Regions from separate parts of the Oryctolagus cuniculus genome. Here region 2 is linked to region 1. The links are chromatin contacts, called in public Micro-C maps. All regions are on one chromosome and are shown on one strand. The core of a region is the stretch at or near the end of the contact, and the rest is flanking DNA. Distances in the headings are between cores, read along the strand shown. Region 1 holds the start of FBXO45 (F-box protein 45). Region 2 holds the start of NCBP2 (nuclear cap binding protein subunit 2).

The links. A called contact is a pair of places that touch in the nucleus more often than the background predicts.
Region 2: a Micro-C map of ear pinna shows a contact between it and region 1, with 7 times the contacts expected there. The contact joins the promoter of NCBP2 here to the promoter of FBXO45 in region 1. A contact is called at or near these places in 2 of 6 Hi-C or Micro-C datasets (ear pinna and an unstated tissue).

What each region holds. Positions count from the first base shown.
Region 1 is chr4:83,074,885-83,078,064 of mOryCun1.1, forward strand. FBXO45 (F-box protein 45) reads left to right here and starts at 1,598. Exons shown (of 3, transcript XM_002716530.5): 1 at 1,598-2,213. The coding sequence starts at 1,893. WDR53 (WD repeat domain 53) reads right to left here and starts at 1,568. Exons shown (of 3, transcript XM_017347017.3): 1 at 1,430-1,568.
Region 2 is chr4:83,419,582-83,422,761 of mOryCun1.1, forward strand. It overlaps NCBP2 (nuclear cap binding protein subunit 2), which reads right to left and starts at 1,600. Exons shown (of 4, transcript XM_002716527.5): 1 at 1,397-1,600. The coding sequence starts at 1,474. It overlaps NCBP2AS2 (NCBP2 antisense 2 (head to head)), which reads left to right and starts at 1,618. Exons shown (of 1, transcript XM_051818955.2): 1 at 1,618-2,378. The coding sequence starts at 1,722. The coding sequence ends at 2,021. PIGZ (phosphatidylinositol glycan anchor biosynthesis class Z) reads right to left here. Exons shown (of 2, transcript XM_070072316.1): 2 at 3,112-3,180.

The DNA.
Region 1 (3,180 bases), core at 348-2,847:
CGAAACCCTACCTGGGTTACTTGGGGGAGAGCCTGCCACTGAGTCACCTCAGCAACTGGACTAGATTACCAGCAGAATTATGACGTGAGCACTTCGCAGGCTCCCCTCACCTTCACTGTTACACGCAGGAAGAAAGATCAGAGCTGCTAACAGCTCGGAGGTCAGTACTCTCAACACTCCTCTGCTTCACTCCTGTCTCCACTCACCCAGTTCCCTTTTCAAGTGCCCATGCCCATAAACCTGCTCATCTTGCATGGTTCTGTACCCCCTTCTCAGATGGACGACTCCAAACCCTGGACGATTTAAAAGAAACACAACTGTCTTTTCAGGTAAAACTTAGTCCAAACTCAAGAAATATCACCTGAAAGAGTCACCACCACTATAGCCGGTATAGGCCAACTCCTCTCTACAGGTTCCAGGTTTCACAAGTTCCTCCTGATGTCAAGCTGGAGATCAATCAAAAACAATTAAAGGGCTGTACCACTGGCATTACCGAGAATGAAAAGAATGTGGGTTACTGAGCTTGGTCAAAAAGACACCAGGAAAGAAGACATCAGCAAGTCATAAAACAAGTAATTACATCAGAGTTTGAAAGCTAGCTGTTCTTCATAGACCAAGAAATGGATTGCACCCACATAAAGGAGGCAAAACACTGGAGCCGACTAGGAAGGATGTTTGCAAACCTATTATTACACTTACCTACCTCATAGAGTTGTTCTGGGAATTAGATTAAAAAATGGGTCAAGGGCCCGACTATCGGGAAGTGCCTGGCTCACATCATGGATCAAGTGGTGGTCACCCTTTTACTAAACGTCCTTAAAATGCTGTCTGGGGGCCACCTAGGGAAACGCAGTATGATCAAATAATGCTCAAACTCTTCTCCTCCCAAGAAAACACCTGTAATTACAGCCTCCACGTCATTCTACTGAAACATTTAATTGAATACTTCGCCCACTGCCTTAATCTGCCTACTAAGTGGTGATCTGGGAAAGACCACATTTTGTCCAAAATACTGTAGCGTTTAATTAGTACTCAAATGGCACTTTAAGTTATCCAGTTTTTTTTTTTTTTTTTTTGGTGTGTGTGGGGGGGCGTGGGATGGTGTTCAGATGTAGCCATCTTACTTTCCGAACGCTAGCTGGGACATCAGTTCTTTTAAGTACCGATACAGGGGGAGAACGACTAGGCCAGGCCAAGAAGAGACTGCCTCAGCTGCCTAGGCTAAAGATAACCATACCGAAGGTGGCGGAACAAGGAACTAGCTACCAAGGCAAGTTTCATGCGTTAAGCTGCCGCGGGAAGCAGAGACCTAACTCTCGCAAGAAACTTCATAAGAAAAGCCACCCAGGAAAGCCGACGCGAGGCTGCTACCACAAAGAGAACAAGCTACTGGAGGAGAGCTCCGAACCCACCGGCGACAGCCTCGTACCTGCGTTTCCCGCTCCCCTCCTCGGCGCCTCGTGATGACCTCACCCGCGAGCGCCCAATCCCATCAAGCGTAGGGCGCGAGGCGCCTCAGCCAAACAGTCACATCCGGGGCCGAGAGGAACCGCGAGCGAGCTGGGCGTGCGCCCTTGCTTCGTGCCCTCAACCCGCATGGCGGAGCCACGGGCGCGCCGCGGGGAGGCCAGGCGAATCGGGCGGTTCCGGCGCCCGGGCTGAGCCGCGGGGGAGGGGCGGGGGACGCCCGTGCAGCCGGTGCGTCTGCCCTCAGTGAGGCGGGGCGCGCGGCGGACGCCCCCGGGCAGGGGCGGGAGCGGTGGTGGCGCCGGCGGTTGGCACTGAAAGGGGCGGTGAGCGAGCTGCTCCGGTGTCAAGGCGAGGCTCGGCCTCTCGCGCAGAGACGGGGGGTAGCGGCGGCGGCGGCGGCCTTCGGGCCGGCTGGTGAGGCGATGGCGGCTCCAGCCCCGGGGGCTGGGGCAGCCTCGGGCGGTGCTGGCTGCAGTGGCGGCGGCGGCGGCGGCGCGGGTGCGAGCTCGGGCTCCGGGTCCGCGGGGGCCGGGGGCCGGCTGCCCAGCCGGGTGCTGGAGTTGGTGTTCTCGTACCTGGAGCTGTCCGAGCTGCGGAGCTGCGCCCTGGTGTGCAAGCACTGGTACCGCTGCCTGCACGGCGACGAGAACAGCGAGGTGTGGCGGAGCCTGTGCGCCCGCAGCCTGGCAGAGGAGGCTCTGCGCACGGACATCCTCTGCAACCTGCCCAGCTACAAGGCCAAGGTGAGGGAACCCCGGGCCACGCCGCTGCCCCTGGCGCGCTCCTTGGCGCCGCTCGCGGTGCTTGCCGCGAAGCTTCTGAGTCAGACGGCTCGCCTCGCCATCCCGCCTTTCCACGCTCGCGTCGGTACCTTCCTCACCCTCCCGCCCCCGCAAAGATCGTCTTTTCTCTGGAATGAAGTTCTTCTCTTTAACCCGCCCCACTTCCGCGATGACTTTTTCAAAGGCGGCATGGTTCCCCATCCCTGATTTCCATCACTCCTTCCACTTTGGACTGACTTTGTTCCTACAGACAGACCACCGCTATTGTTGTGCCTTTCCCTACTCACCCTGTTTCCCCTCTGGCCTCCAGATACTTCTATTATACTAAGTCGTCTCGGTTGCTTTAACCTCGCCTTGATTTCTGAGACCTTTCCAAGCTCTGATCCCTCACCATTTTTTCCTGTATTTTTGCCCAAGTTCTCTTTCGTCCCCTCCACTGTTATTTCAGGCTTATGAGTGAGTGTGCCTGCTAACTTTGAAGATACAGGCACAGCCAGAACCTCCTGCGGCACCACTTAACCGGCGTGGTACTGCCTTGTGGCTGCTCTTAATGGCTGTTGGTTGCCAACTTTTTCATAGTCCCACCTTGGTGTGTCGGGGCTGTGTCCATGTGTCGTCTAGTGTGCTGATTCCAGTTTCACTACTGCTTTTTTTTTCTCTTAGATTCTTGGGTATATTCCTGACACCTTCATATACCAAATAAAAATGACAGGTTATGGTAGGAGGAGAAGATGCTTCAGCCCATAAAAATAAAAAGCCTTGGGCTTGCGACTGGGTGACAGTCATTCAGCACAGCAGTGTGTGTGTGTATGCATATGCATGCATATATGTCAGAGGACGCCTGACCTGAAGTGTGGGAGACTGCTGGGGCAGTATCGAAGTAAGAAAGGCTTTTTTATGTGAAGTACAAAATGTATTCTTCTGTGAG
Region 2 (3,180 bases), core at 350-2,849, 340 kb after region 1:
CCATACTGGGAAGGATACATGTGATTAAATATGAGGCCCATCAGCTGACTTACTCTCCCGCCGCTCTGATCTAGCTTAAGAGTCCAAGATAACCACACCAGTGGCATTCCAGCTTGTAGGGCCATGAGTAGATCCACACCAGCACGCACAGGGCACTGTTCCAGTGGCCCTCACTTCTTCAGTCACTGCTCTACATGTAGTGCTGATCAGTTCTCTTCACTCCAAGAATCACTCTGCATAAGCTGTCCCTGAATGCTCTATAGCGCATTACTTAGAACAACAGTTTTATGTGATCGCATTCAGTGGTAATTAGAGAAATAGCGAAACCATCTAAACTCACACCACAAGAAAACTGAGGGCTGGTGTTTGGCACAGCAGTTAGGACACCCACATCCTGGTCAGACTGCCTGGGCTCAAGCCCTAGCTACGCTTCTGATTCCGGCTTCCTGCTAATACTCACCCTTGGAAGCAATGGGTGAGGCCTCAAGTCACTGAGTTCCTGTCTCCCAGGCATTTGGGGAGTGAACCAATTTCTCAAATAGGAAACCAATTGGACTATGTAATAATATACACTGATTTTTAAAGAAGCAGTCTGGTTCACTCCCCAAATGCCTGCAACAGCCTCCCCCACTCCCCAGCTCGCCTAACGGAACACGAAACACTGCGACACGGTGTTCAATAGTTTCCCTAGTAATTAGGTTATGAGTGCTGCTCTGCCGCAACCTCTGGCCATCCCCGCTGTCACCGGGAAAGCCCATCTCTAAGTATCTGCAGCTGCCCCCTTTCCCCAAAGTATGTTGTAATACAGCCTAAAACCCCCCTTCTGAAATCCAGCATTCTTCCATCTAAACACGCGGGCATCCTCTAGGTGGTCGATCTGCCACCCCACTCCGAACTCTCCCCGACGTTAGAGACAGGACTCAATTTTGTGTCGCCCACCCACCAGTTAGAGCCACTAACAAAAAATTTTAAAAAGGATCCGAAGCGTCAAAGAACACTGGCCGATTATTTAAGACCGGGGGGGGGGGGGGACCGACGGGGGACGGTATGTGTGTCAGAAAGGCGCCTCCACACGCTCCAGCAATGAAAAAGTCTCTCCCCTCATCACAAGTCACTTTCCCGACGCACGGCCTGCAGGAACAGCAGCCAGCGCTGACGACGCCGCTCGAGCCCTCTGCGCCGGCCGCGCACGAGGAGCGGCTGCAAGGCAACGGGAAAGCGAATCTCAAACTCTCTCTCTCGGAAACAGAGTGGGGTCCCCTCCAACATCGCTGCCTCCCCAGCAGGCACCGGGGACCCATGGCCCGTTTCGGGGCAGCAGAAATGTGCAAGAGCAAACCGTTTCTCAGCGTCCTGGCTCAAGGGTCTGCCCGTCGCGCGGCCCGGGCTCCCTCACCCGGAAGTGCTGGTCCCGGTACTGGCTCAGCTCCACGTAGGAGTCACTGCGCAGCGCCTTCAGAAGGCCTCCCGACATAGCTCACACAGCTGCACAACGACGCGCCGACTCCCGAGAACAACCGGACTGGGGCGGCGGCGCGGCAGCAGCGGCGGCGGCGGAAACGGAAACGCGCGGACGCGGCGCACAGTGGGAGTCTCCAGACCAATCCGAGCGCGGCAGTGTCGTCATCAGACGGCGCGGAGGCGGACACAGTCCGCGGCCCAGCGCCGCCGGTCCGGGGACGAGGGAGGCGTGCTCTTGGTTCCGGGACGCTCTCACGAGGATGGTTCTTCGGCGGCTGCTGGCTGTGTTGCTGCACAGCCCGCAGCTGGTGGAGCGGCTGGCCGAGTCTCGGCCCATCCGGCGTGCGGCGCAGCTTACGGCCTTCGCGCTGCTGCAGGCCCAGCTGCGCGGCCAGGACGCGGCCCGCCGTCTGCGGGGCCTCGCGGCGGGGCCCGCCGGCTCGCTGGGTCGTCGCGCCGCGCGATTCCGAGACGCCTTCACACAGGAACTACGCCGTGGCCTCCGGGATCGCCCGGGGACACCACCGGGGAGCCAGAGGGGTCCAGGCGCAAACCCTTGAGCCCGGGCCGAGGTCGCCTACTTTCGCTTCGGGACTGTACAGTGGCTTCGGCGCTGAGGAGTCATCCCGGGAACTGGGCACAGCTTCGAAACCCTGACTCAGATTTCCGGCCTGCAGACGTCCCACTACGAAGAGCCCAGGCCGAACGGACCTCCTCGTTGAAGCCCTGTGACGGGCAGAGCTCCGTGTGGCCAAAGACCCCGAAGCCTGAGGGGCTGCCCCGGGACGCAGCCAGAAAGGGAGCCTGCCCTCTACAAATGGGACAAGAACTCGGGCTAGATATGCGGGGAAGATCATGGATGGAAACACGGCCCTGCAGCTGCCGAAATCCTCTGATTAAATGCGTGAGCTGATTAACCGGCGTGAGTGTGGTGCTTCTCAGACCAGGTGGATTGGGAGGCCTGGGCGCTGTAGGCCGGCACACACAGTGAGTGCTTATTCTGGGCTGGCGCTTGCTAATTGCTCTCAGTGTGGGTTATCACACTTAACTCTTTACAGCGCGTTCGTGGGAGGAAGTGGATATTACTTCTTACGTTGCCCAGAGCCTTACAGAGCGGAATGTGAGTACAGGCATTTGACTCCGGGGCCTAAATCCGTAATCACCACTCTCCACAGCATCTACCCTGCCCCAGTGCCTGTCTTCCTCCACCGCCGTCACCACCAGGCATTAAGACTACCGGGATTCCTGTTCACTTTTGTGGGTCTGGGATACAAACCACTGGTCCAGCTAACGGACCTACAATTAGGATGCAAATTGTGTACAGAAGTGCCCTGTCATTTCCGGCTCTTGATTGGGTGTCTGATGGGCTCTACTTAGGCTACACAATTAATCATTCCGTCTAGGAAGCGTGAAGCCTTTAAATGTAACCGGTACTGACCAAGCATCATAGATTCCAACTGTGTTCCCACGGGGCAGGTTGGAAGGACCTGAGTGACATCGCTGAGGTGGGAGAACACCTGGGCTCCCTCCTCTTCGAGAGTGAGCCTGCAGGGCAAGGTGCAGCAATGGCCGGAGGGCTTAGGAACAGGAGTAGGAGAGGGGAGAAAACTTCCAGAATAACTCGTTTGGATAATAACCGAACACAGAGACAGCAGGTACCAAGGTGCCATTAGATGCATTGCCACTCCCACTTGCATTCTTAAAGGGCTTTGTGGGAGA